Regions from separate parts of the Zea mays genome. Here region 1 is linked to region 2. Evidence: chromatin contacts called from public Hi-C data. All regions are on one chromosome and are shown on one strand. The core of a region is the stretch at or near the end of the contact, and the rest is flanking DNA. Distances in the headings are between cores, read along the strand shown.

What was found. A called contact is a pair of places that touch in the nucleus more often than the background predicts.
Region 1: a Hi-C map of ear shows a contact between it and region 2, with 2.6 times the contacts expected there. The contact joins the promoter of LOC100037792 here to the promoter of LOC100192712 in region 2. A contact is called at or near these places in 3 of 25 Hi-C or Micro-C datasets (ear, leaf and tassel).

What each region holds. Positions count from the first base shown.
Region 1 is chr7:25,108,524-25,115,326 of Zm-B73-REFERENCE-NAM-5.0, forward strand. LOC100037792 (cytidine deaminase 1) reads left to right here and starts at 5,133. Exons shown (of 5, transcript NM_001112493.1): 1 at 5,133-5,153; 2 at 6,598-6,657. The coding sequence starts at 5,138.
Region 2 is chr7:24,846,045-24,852,302 of Zm-B73-REFERENCE-NAM-5.0, forward strand. LOC100192712 (Pentatricopeptide repeat-containing protein) reads right to left here and starts at 4,607. Exons shown (of 1, transcript NM_001137914.1): 1 at 3,041-4,607. The coding sequence starts at 4,571. The coding sequence ends at 3,255. It overlaps LOC100273640 (Protein LAZ1), which reads left to right. Exons shown (of 6, transcript NM_001148056.3): 5 at 1,957-2,190; 6 at 2,309-3,001. The coding sequence ends at 2,629.

The DNA of each region.
Region 1 (6,803 bases), core at 3,883-6,382, 260 kb after region 2:
ACGGTCGGCTTCGCCAAATAAGGAAGGAAATCCGCACCGGACAGTGTCCGGTGGTGCACCGGACTGTCCGGTGCGCCAGGCGACAGAAGGCAAGAATTGCCTTCTCGGATTGCTCTCAACGGCTCCTAGCTGCCTTGGGGCTATAAAAGGGACCCCTAGGCGCATGGAGGATAGCACTAAGCATTCCTTGAGCAATCTTGATCACTCACACTCCATTCTTGCGCACTTGTTCGACATTCTAGTGATTTGAGCTCCGTTCTAGTGTGCTAGCCTTTTGAGCTTAAGTCTGGGTCTTGTGTGTGCGTATTTGCTGTGATCTTTGTGTCTTGTGTGAGTTGCTAATCCCTCCCTTACTCTGTGCTTCTTTGTGAACATCTTTGTAAGGGCGAGAGACTCCAAGTTGTGGAGATTCCTCGCGAACGGGATATAGAAAAGAAAAGCAAACACCGTGGTATTCAAGTGGGTCTTTGGACTGCTTGAGAGGGGTTGATTGCAACCCTCGTCCGTTGGGACGCCACAACGTGGAAGTAGGCAAGTGTTGTACTTGGCCGAACCACGGGATAAACCACTGTGTCTACCTGTGTTGATTCTCTTGTGGTTATTGTGTTTCGCTAAGACTCCTCTCTAGCCACTTGGCAATACTGTGCTAACGTTTAACCAAGTTTTTGTGGCATTAAGTTCAAGTTTTACAGGATCACCTATTCACCCCCCTCTAGGTGCTGTCAACAGTAAAAGAAAAGGTTATTTGTTGGTTTTAAACGTTAGTAATTGCTACGAAGTACCATAATTTGTATGGAGCGCATCCAGTTTTTATTAACGCCTGACTTTAGCAATCATTCCATATTTTGATCTATCTTTTTTATAAGTTTGAGTTCATTTTCGATAAAGGAAGCTTTGAGTTCATGTGACTTATTTTAGAAACTTGAGCTTACAAACTTCCTCTTGTTTGTTCTCTGTATGGTAGAATTATGTCGTTCTATAATCTATTTCGTTCAGTCAGCCGTTTTGAACTCTCTTCTAATCGCTCACTTCATTGGCCGTGTTGTACCAAGACATATTGAATGAAGTAAACAACAACATCAGTTAGTCAAATAAAAAAATATTATGCGGACAACGGAGACAGTCGATAAAAAATCTTAATTTTTTTGTGTGGATAATTTAGATGTGGGTATTGTTGTGATCTATCGTAACACACGCACAACCGATCAGATCACCCGTTTTATACTTCTATCTATACGTAATGACAGTGCATTGGTTTACCACCAACCACACACCCCTGTCGGCTATCGCCCACACCTCCTCCCCTAGCTTCCTCGTGCAGTCATCACATGGCAAAGATGCTTCGATGGATGATAACGTGCGTGTCAACATGAGCCAGCACATGGTTCTTATCTCTTGTCCACATTATCTCTTGGAGGGCAAGCGATGATAGGCTTAAGATTGTACCACGTGTGCATGCGTCACCTTGGAGAGATGAGAGATATATAATACTCCCTATGTCTTAAAATAATAATTATTTTAGCTCTTAATTTTTATGTCTATATTTAAATATATGATGATAAATTTAAACATATATATATAACACAATACATCAAGTATGAACTTATTAATTAACTAAAACAAATTTTAATTTGGAATGAAAGGAGTTTTTTTTCATCTCGTTTTTCAATATACATTTCTCTTCTTCTAATGTGTGATATATTTCTATCTCTAACTCGTTTTATCTCTTTTTTTTCTCACGAGGGTATTTAGTTCTTTTAGCTACCACGTTATTGGTAGCCGTGTACAACCGTAAAACACTGTTTTATTATCGAGAGAGTAATAGGAAGCTAGGTACACACATATGAGCACTTCTGGTTTGGGGCTTTTCAATGTTTTGATTGATTCATTGGAGTCCTTTGGTCTTGATATTGATGACATAAGGGGTCAAGGTTATGACAATGGTTCTAATATGAAAGGAAAGCATCAAGGAGTACAGAAACGGTTGCTTGATAAGAATCCAAGAGCTTTTTATATGCCATGTGCTTGTCACAGTCTTAATCTTACTCTTTGTGATATGGCAAAATCTTGTAGTAAAGTTGTTTCATTCTTTGGAATTGTGCAAAGAATATATACATTGTTTTCAGGTTCTACAAAAAGATGGAAAGTTTTACTTGATCATGTGCCAAGTTTAACTGTGAAATCATTGTGCAACACTCGTTGGGAAAGTCGTATCAAAAGTGTGGCAGCAATTAGATATCAAGCTCCTCATATAAGGGCGGCTTTGTTTGAGTTACATCATGCTTCTGATACTGAGCCCATGGCAAAGAGTGATGCAAAGAGTTTGTATGACTTGATTGGTACCTTTGAATTCATTCTTGGTATGGTTATATGGCATGATATTTTATATGTTGTAAATGTTGTGAGCAAGAAGTTGCAATCATCATCAATGTGTCTTCACTCTACCTTAGAGCAAATAGATGGTATAATGAGTTACTTTGACAAGTATAGAAATGAAGGGTTTGCTTCTAGTATGGTGATTGCCAAGGATATTGCTTCTGTAATGGGTGTAGAGGCATCATTTCCAGTAAAGCGGCGTGCTCTAAGGAAAAAGCATTATGATGAAAATGATTGCAGCAATGAGGCAAATCTACAAGGTGAGAAAGATTTTGAAGTAAATTACTTTTTAGTTATGCTTGATATGGCAAGCAGTTCATTAAAAATAGATTTGAAGACCTCCAAGTATTCAATGGTATATTTGGGCCTCTTCTTAACTCAGCATCGTTGAAATCATTGGATCACATTAAACTCAAGGATTATTGTACCATGTTGGCAAAAACTTTCTCTGTCGATGATTCATTTGATTTTGAGGAAAATAATCTGACATCAGAGTTAAGAATATTGCAAATGACACTGCCAGATAGATCAATGTCTGCTATGGAAATTTTTGAGTTTGTTAGGAGAATGGATTGCTATCCTAATATATTTGTTGCTTATCGGATATTATTTACTATACCAATAACTGTGGCATCAGCTGAAAGGAGCTTCTCAAAGCTTAAGTTATTGAAGAATTATTTAAGGTCTACAATGTCTCAAGAAAGGTTAAACGGGTTAGCAACTTTATGTATTGAGAAGAAATTATTAGATGATGTCAATATTGAAGCCATCATTGATGATTTTTCATCTAGAAATGTTAGAAGACATTTTTAAGTTGATCTCTTCAATATATTTGAGGTAATAATCTTACTTCTATTTTTTACTGCTCAAGTCTTTATGTGATACATTAAGTATAATTAGTTGATATATATATATATACATATAATAGTAAAAAAACGATTTTATGGTGTTGGGGCCTCTGTTTATAATCTTGTCCCGGGCCCCTTAAATGTCAGGAACGGCCCTGGTAATAGGGAGCTAGGTACACACATATGAGCACTTCTTCCCTTTTATTTTAATATATCTTTTCTAATATAACATTGTAGATACATTTCTCTTCTTCTAATATATCTTTCTCTTCTTTTAATATATTTCTATATATAGCTCTTTCTACCGGTAAAGGTTTTTAGTTCTTTTAGCTATCGTATTGGCATGCCGTATATAAAATTCCTAGAATGTCCACTGTTTTAGTACCGAGAGAGTACTCACACATGCATGCATGCTAATAGCGTTTCGACCTGTCTGCTAATTAACTAGATCATTAGACACATAACCCATATGTCAGAAACTTTGCATCGGTCTCAACGTGAGACACGATCAGTAGCACTTTACGAGATCTCTGCTAAATAGAATTAATTAATATAAGAGACAAAGTTTACGTAATCTCTGCTACAGAAGTGCTCCCTTGTATTCTATCTAGTAGGCGATGCTGATGCATATTAAGGAATCGGTGAGGACTTCAACTAGCCTTTCGCTTTGCCTACACGCAAGGAAAATATTGAGGGACCAAGGACGCCGACGCCAAAGCAAGCAAGCATTCAACGAGGAAAATGTGCAAGGTCCAGCGAGGCTGGGGTGGCGCACGTCCCCATTGCGACCGATTAGAGGAGAGAGAATGAGATTAGCTCCAACAAGAAACTCTAAGGGCTTGTTCGGTTATTCCCAATACACATGGATTGGATGGGATTGGAAAAAATTGAGAAGAAGTTTGACTTATTTGGGATTCAAACCCATCCAATCCCACTCAATCCACATGGATTGAGAGCTAACCGAACAGGCCCTAAAGGGTTTTGTATCCTAAATTTAGAGGATCAGATCGTCCTCTAATCAATCCAGCATCATCATCTAAACGATCCTATAAATTTAGAGAACGTGGTTAGATCCTCTATATAGATTTTCTCTAAACGTTACTCTATCCATTTGAATATTTTAAACAACCGATTTAACAAAACTAAAATATGTACAACACATTTGAGAGTATGTATGTAAAAAAATTAAAAATTTAAAAATGTCTATAATATATGTATTTTGCGTATAAAAGACGTGATTTAGAGGACGTTATTTGAGAGAAATGATATACAAAAGATATAATCTTTTAAAATAGACTGTAAAAGATAAATATAGAGGATAAATATAAAAAACGTTGCTGGAGAGCATGTGAATGCGTGCTCGGGCGGTGGTCGGCGCAGGCGACCGGCCGCCGGAGTACTTAGCCCATACGGCAAAGAGTTCGTCCCCGGGCAGACTATCCCAATTCCCAACTCCATCCGAAAGGCGTAGAGCCTGCCAAAACAGGTCACACTTGTTCCGTTGCGCTGCGGGAGGTGCACCATGTCCACCCATCTCATGGTACACCAGCCAGTAGCCACAGACCAGGGCCGTGAGAGCGGCGGGGCGGGGCGGAGACCCGTCTCCCAGCGGTGAACCAGGTCCGTGGAGTTCACGGCCGCGGTGCGTCGGTGACTCTCCCGCCTCCCAAGTCCCAATCAGCCGCGGATAGGGTGCTGTTGTGGACCCACTTGGCAGTCACCCTGAGTGGCTCCAGACGGGTCGCAGTCGACCCACACGGCCAGCGGCCTCGCCCGCCTCCTTATTTAGAACCGACGACGACACCCATCCGACCCGATCGGCGGGAGAGCACGAGACGCCCCTCTGCTTCCTTTTCTCTGTCGCTCAAAAGTTGCTGGAGCCCTCTTCTCTCTCTCCTCTCCGAGCCCCAACCATGGATGAGGCGCAAGGTACGTGTCTCTCTCTCTCTTATCGTGATCGTGCTCCTGTGCCTCTCTCCCTGGCTCCAATTCCAGGTCCGTTCTCGGTTCTGTTTCGAGGGACCAGGATGCGGCGGGGGGGGGGGGGGGGGGGGTGATTGAGCGAGCGGATTCTGGTGCGCTGGTCCCAATGGGGCCTCATCCGGCGGTCCGGGCATGCCGTTTCATCTCCCCTCGCGTTGGCTCTGCTGGGCGTGGATCCCGCCGGTTACTACTTTAACGTTCACGGCGTACAATCGAATTCTAAGCCCGATTTTATCATGTTATTATACCATATGCCTCGCGTACGAAAATGCACACTAGTTGATTACTCAGCTTGTTGCTTTTGCTTTTGCTTTTGCTTTTGCTTCTGCGAATCTCGTCGGGTGAGCCTGAACCGCTAGGGTGGGGGTGGGGATACGGAGCGATTCCGGCGGTGCTCCATATCCCGTGGAGTATATGGGCATTGGACAGTGTTGTTGTAACTCTGTTGCCTGCTTGCCTACTGGGTCACCTTGGCCCCCCTTTTTCCGTCAGATTCCAATCAGATTGTGCATCACAAACTTTAGTTTTTATCTGGATGCACACGCATGAGCTGAGCGTCGATGCTGTAAGGTCCACCAGTCTGCTTGTTGCTCTACTGAAAAGACATCATATAAGCATGACATCGTGGAACGATTTTTCTTTCTCTAAACTATACAGCAAGTAGACAGACCATAGGGCTGGATCCATGTGACCATGCTACTATTATTCTTGTCTGTGTCTTTCCTGCTCATTCCGCGCCAACAGGGCACATGCCAAATAGATATGTAGGCATCAAATGACAAGAAACAGTACCTAATGAAACCAGAATTCGGTTTTGGTTCCACAAGTAAAATTCTAGGACATTCTGGTATCTGACAGAAAAATTACTCAGATATGTAGGCATCAAATGACAAGAAACAGTACCTAATGAAACCAGAATTCGGTTTTGGTTCCACAAGTAAAATTCTAGGACATTCTGGTATCTGACAGAAAAATTACTCTTTACAAGCGGGGATTTTTTTTAAAAAAAAAGATAATGGAAACGAGGTTGCAGCCTAGAAGTGGGGAAGTGATTTGAGTGTTTGCCATGAATGAATTGATGTCTGAAATACTTAACTGAAGATCCGTTGTCTTGAAATTGAGCCAAACTATTTGTTTCATTTGAATGTACAAGTCATAATTGATGTCATTGAAATTTATGCCTTTGCTTCAAAAGGAACCTACAATATTTTTCGCAGCTGCATCTTTTCTTGTCTGCCAACCTGATCTCTTTGTGGTTCGGTACAAGTTTAGGACAAAGTAATCTGATGAAATTTAATCGCTGATTAGCTGTATATAATCGATATTAGCAGCACGGTTTCTTCTGATAAACCATGACCTCAATCTCAACGTATGTGCTTTTGTACTGCAGTTGTGGAGTCAAAGGATGGAACCATCTCAGTTGCTTCTGCATTTGTTGCTCATCAGGAAGGTGAGAACATTGCCATGGTATTTTTTTTTGTAGTTCCCTCGTAGTTGCACAGCTTTACTTACTGAGATAAGGTCAACACTGGACATGGCCTGGACCTATGATCTCTAAGGTCACAGTTTCTCGCCTTTGGTAAAACTTGCTCTTAT
Region 2 (6,258 bases), core at 3,357-5,856:
CAGCCAGCCCAGTCAGCGTCGGTGTAGACCACGAGCTCCGACGTCGGGGACGGTCGGAGGAGGAGGCCGTAATCGAGGGAGCCACGGAGGTAGCGCAGAATGCGCTTGAGCGCGGTGAGATGGGGCTCCCGCGGAGTGTGCATATGCAGGCACACCTGCTGGACGGCATATGCGATGTCGGGCCTGGAGAAGGTGAGGTACTGGAGCGCGCCGGTCAGGCTCCGGTAGGACGTCGCGTCGGCGACCGGAGGCCCGTCGTCCTCAGAGAGCTTCGCCTGAGTGTCGACAGGCGTGGAGCAGGGCTTGCAGTCAGACATGCCAGCCCGCTCCAGGATGTCGATGGCGTACTGGCGCTGGTGGAGGAAGAGACCCTGGGGCCGACGCTCGGCGGTGATGCCGAGGAAGTGGTGGAGGGGCCCCAGGTCCTTCATCGCGAACTCCCGCTGAAGGGCGATGATCGTGCGGTGTAGAAGGTCGGCGGTGGATGCCGTGAGCACAATGTCGTCGACGTAGAGCAGCGATGAGGTCGGCGTCGAGGTCAGAGGCGTGGGGGTCCTCTGGGGGCTCCGCATCGGCGAGTGTCGGGCGGCCGAGGAGGCGCTGCGTGGTGGCCATCTGGGTGGTCAGAGCGGCGCCCAGGGCACGCTCACGCTCCAGGGCGAGGGAGGCAGCGCGCTCGCGCTCCCGCGAGGCCGTCACAGCGGCCTGGATCGTAGCGAGGGTGCCGACGAGCGGGGAGGCGGTGGAGGGCGCGACTCGGTGACTCCAGGTGGGTGAAGCGAAGGCGGGAAAGCCCGGCGGGGAGCTGCGACGCAGGGGCAGCGGGGAGGCGGCGTGGATCGGCCCAAGGCCGGCGATGTAGGGGCCCCCCCATGGGTGATCTCGCTGCTGGGTGCAGCAGGGGCGATGGGGGGGGGTGTGTGCCAGGGCCAGTGATGTCCCCGACGTTGAATCCGGCCGTGGTGGCGGCAGGTGCGTCCATCGGGCGTTGACGCAGCAGGGCGACAGGACAGAGAGGCAGAGGGGTTCTGCAGTCGGGCGCGGACCTGCTGATGGCGCGACGTCCTGGGCGAGGGGCGTCGGTGCAGCAGGCGGCGAGGTGAACAGGGAGGGAGGGCGCGACGGCGTCCTGGCAGGTGGCGGCGCGACGACGACCTGGCGTGGCCGCGGCTGCGTCCGGCCAGAGGGCGGCGCGGCGGACAGGGAGGGAGGGCGCGGCGGCGCCCTGGCAGCGGGTGGCGCGGCGACGACCTGGCGCGGTCGCGACTGCGTCCGGCCAGAGGGTGGGGGGCGCGGTGGCGTCCTGCTGTGGCGTCGGGTCGCCGAGGCAGCAGGCGGCGCGGGCGGTGGGGAGTGAGGGAGGGAGGTAGAGGGGAGGCCGGCGGCGGCTGCAGGGGGAAGAAGCCCCCTGGCGGCTGTAGCAGTGTGTGGAGAGGACGTAACCCTAATCTGATACCATATTGGAAACTAAACCCATACCCTAAACAGGGTTGGGAGTGGTATTAATAGAGTAAGTAACTGGGCCAGGCCCATTACACTGGGGGTATGACGGTCATTACAAGGGGAACACCACAAACCCTAGACGGGTAGTCTAACAGACACCGTTGACTTTTTTTTTCAAAAGTTTAATCACTCGTCTCATTCAAAATATGTATTTGAAAATGAAAAATTTTAAGTCACGCTCAAACGAGCTCAAGTGATAAAACAAACCACACTAAATAAATGATAACTCAATTTCTTCTGAACAAGACGAGTGACTAAAGTTTTTGCCAAAAAAAAAACCCAACCGTGTCATATATTTGTCAACTGAGGGAGTACTTGCGAGCCAATAGTCCAGCAGCCTGTTCCAATTTCTTACATGGAATGGCAGTTTTGCAGCAAAAATACCATCCAGTATTTGTTGTTACGTAGTGAAATAAATATCCTTTTGTAACAGTCTGGAAGCTTTTCTAACAGGGTGTGCTGGTTTTCCTTGCTGCAAAATCTGGTTTCATAAAAAATGCTGAGAAAGCTGCCTATCTCCAGAACTTCGTGCTATGTGTTGAGATGCTCATAGCAGCCATTGGGCACCGATTTTCCTTCTCCTACAAGGAATACGCTGGCTCCAATGCCCGCCCTTTCGGTGGCTTTAGGGGAAGCCTTCTTCACGCGATGAAATTCAATGACTTCTATCATGACACTGTACACCAGGTAAATTAGCAAATCATTCCCTTCACAGCTCGACCTGGTATCAGATGCGAAGCATATGCGTGATCTCCCTGTATCCCAATTTCTAGGGATCAGCTAACTGTTTTCTCCCACATTGCAGTTTGCACCTACATATCATGAGTATGTGCTGTACAGTAACGAGGGGGAGGATGAACCAACAAAATACAGCCCCAGCACTATGGTGCCAACCGGAGAGCACATAGTGGAGCTGGCGGAAGTCACCGTTGTGAACTCGAAGGCTCCAGGGATGTCAAGGTTTTTGATGTATGAGCCTGATCAGGCAGAAACAATGCCCTCCCAAGTCATGGAAGCGAACAGAACTGCTTCCGCGGAACCATACGACCTCTCAAGCTTCCTCAACGTAGAGCTATCTGATCATCCTGATGAGGTCCCTGCGATTCCTGATGCAAGAGAACAATGACATGTTGAGGTGTATATTCATGGTGTAAATGGGCGATAGCGCTGTTGAGCTGATCATAGATTAAGGTGTAGTGTTGTACATAGAAACGTCACATGTCGGCGACGTTTCATTGTTCGCTCATCTTGGGGGCAAGTTTATGTTTTTTTCTTCTTTGGGTGGGTTAAAGATGAGCCAAGCTGACAGATCAATTCAAGGTGTAAGTGGAAATACGCGGTGTAAGCAACTTGTCGTAGATTTGCTGAATTCCTTTTGCCGATGAGGTGGGTCATGGGTGTCGGTTGAACGTGGTTTGTGTACTGATTGTTGTAAAGGTTCACTTATATAACCTGCGAGGTTGCACTGAGATCCAAGTGGTTAACTGTATGATGACTTAATTTCCTTGTTGCTGAAATGGTATACTCATCTTATTTTAGGCCCTAGACCATATTCGCCCAGCATTACAAAAAGAGAGTAGTTAATGAGTAGTACAGCATATGACTATAGGGCGGCCTCCTAAATGAAAAAAAGTACCTTATCATTTGGAACCAGACACCAGTGCACTGGCGTCTGCTTAACACAATTGTACAATCAAAGTAACTCACTCTTTGGCGGCAACAACTACCAGACTACTAGTAGTTCAGGATTATCATCTGAAACAAGCCAACCTAACCGCATCGGCCATCTCCTTAGAAGGATTCATCCCGGCAGCTTTCATCTGATACATGATTCTGGTGGCCTCTCTGTACCGTCCGCCGCGAGCATAGGCCATGGCCAGGGCACTCCAGCACGCGGCGTCAGGCTTGCCACCGATCGTCTCAAACGCCCTGGTGGCGTCCGCCAGCTGCCCTTGCTTCGCGTACATGTGTATGAGCCCGGAGCCAACGAACTGGTTCGTGTCCACGCCGCGCTTGATGGCGTCGGCGTGCACCTGCTGCCCGCAGCAGCACCCTGGGTCCTGTGACTCTGCGAACACCGCGAGGATGCTCGACAGGGAGAAGCTGCTCCTTGGAACGCCCGAGGACGCCATGTCCCTGAAGACATCCACAGCCTCGCTCAGTAGGCTTTCACGGTGGCAGGATGTGATCAGGCTCGTCCAGGCCGCCTCAGGGACTGGTTCCTGACAGTGGTGCTGCATCGTCGTCGCGAGAACTCGCCGCGCGCTTCTGTGAAAACCGCCTCCATCGCAGTACAGCTGCACTAGCGAGCTGCCAATGTCACCGTGGATCCTGCCTTTCTTGACGACGAGAGCGTGTACCTGCTCACCGAGACGTAGCTCGCCTGCACGGGTACATGACCGCAGCACGGCCACGATGGCATGGGAGTAGCAATCGCCGTCCAGGACCGGCGTTCCATGGCACATGTGGGCGAACAGACGCATCGCTTCATGGTGGAGGCAGCCATCCGAGTAGGCGGACACCATGGTCGCCCACGCCATGCCGTTAGTGGTGGGCATTCCGTCGAATACCCGGCGGGCAGCTTCGATGTCCCCACACGCGGCGTAAGAAAGCAGGAGACGGTTGGCGACCGGCGACGGGAGTCCATCGGAGGCGCGACGGGCGGTTATGTGCGCGTGCACGGAGGCCACCTCTGCTGCGTCGGCGCACTCCCTGAGAAGGGATATGTAGATGTCCTCGTCGGGCGGGATGCCCAGCGCGTCCATCAGGCGGAGCACGTCGCCGGCGCCGGACGAGGGCGGATGTGAGTCCGTAGCTTCCGGCGGTGGTTTCTTGGTGCAATCCTTGCCGCTAGTGGTGTCAGTCGCGGTGTTGGTGGGGACGGGGAGCTTCGGACGCGAGAGGAGAGGCGGCGGCGGTTTGGCCGGTTTGTTTAGGGCCGGCAACCGTGCTTTACTGGTGGCCATGGCCGGGGTGGTGGCGTTCGCGGAGAGCTGCCGGCAGCGACGGGTAAGGCGGGGAGTCGCGGTGGTGGCGCAGAGCGGTTTCGCGACGGAGCAGCGCGCCATGTGCGAGGTTGGCTGAACCCGAGGCACCACCCGAGCGAAGGTTCGGCTTGTCCAAGAGAGGATTTGTCGAGATATTTAGGGGGTGTGTTTATGGCTTTATCGACTTATCGTGAAGGTGCGGTGTATAATATAAATTTAAATATTTTTATTAATATTTTTAATCTAGATAAGAAACAAAATGATTTATCTAAATGTTAATTTTAACTTTATGATTTTTTGAAGCTTATAATGATATGCTTCATCATATTCACACCAAATTTTGTGAAGCTGAAGTAGTCTCAAACATGGCCTTAACTATTTAGTTCCATAGGCTATCTCTACGTGTGCTAAACAGTATAATTTAGTGTTTGGTTACATGTGACTATAATTTAGTCACTACCGAGTCTCTAAATTATTAAATATGAGAACTAAAAGGGAATAAATCAGATTTCCTCCTCTCTGTTAGTTCTATTTTAATAATTTAGGGACTAAAAAAGACTGAAGTTTAGTCTCATGGAATCAAACATACTTCGTAACTAATTTACATTTTTATCATTTTTGCTAAAACTGGGTGCACGAGAGGTAGGTAGCTGATGTGGTGGTAGATAGCCTAAAAAGGTTGGAACTAGCCTAATATGGCGCACCAATGTGAAAACCTACCATATCCTAGATGTGTAGGCACACAAAAAGTCTATTTTGCCCCTACCATCTTCCACTTAGGGTCTTTTTGGTTTAGCTGTAGATTTCTGAAAATCTGATTCTAGCTTTGAGTTGTAAGAAAGTTGTTGCGAGTTCATGGTTATGAAGAAACTAAAATATGTTTGGTTAAAATAAATAGCAACTATAGATTCTGTTAGAGCATGATAGATTGATAACATAGATAATAGGAATACAAAAAATATGGAGTAGGAGGTGATTTTGAATTGAACTAGAGGAATATATAGATTTTTAGGAATCTATTACGATGTTTTACTCGTTTGGTTGGGATTTTAGATTTTTGGCAGCGAATATGGTTTAGAAAGCTAAACAAAACACACCCTTAACGTATGCCATCTTCCCCTGTCTTTCCAAACAATTCTCGTGTTGTCACTCCCCCTCTCCTTTCTTCCCTATGGTAGGATTTTGGATGTAAGTCAAACTCGTAGTCAATACAATGTTGCTCCTTGCCCCAATGGTATGTTTCTAGAGAAAATTCCTTCAATGCCATCCAAACTTATACCAATCTCTTCAATGCCATCAGATTTAATAGCTTCCCTTCAATGCCATCAAATTTAAATTCTAATCCCTTAAATGCCATTGCCGTTAGTTTCAAGTTAACGCCGTTAGTTATATTTAAAGCAAATCCCTCCAATGCCATCAAAATCTATACGGATCCCTTCAATGCCACTAGAAATTGGTTCGATCTATTTGGTTTTAAAATTTTCAAAATAGAAAATTTTTTGAACCTAAAAGTTTTGAAATGCAAATATATCACATTGATTTTAAAATTTATCTCCATCTGTTATCATTAGTGTTTGTTGTTAGTTTGAAAAAAATATTAGGAATCAAATAGACCGAACAGATATAGCGGAGTAATTTTTGGTGTTTACAAAAAAATGTACTAAAGTTTTTAAAAAGTGTGGAATTGGTCCATATTTTTTTTATTCTAGAATATTTAAAATCCAAATAGATCAAACCAATTTCTAGTGGCATTGAAAGGATTGATATA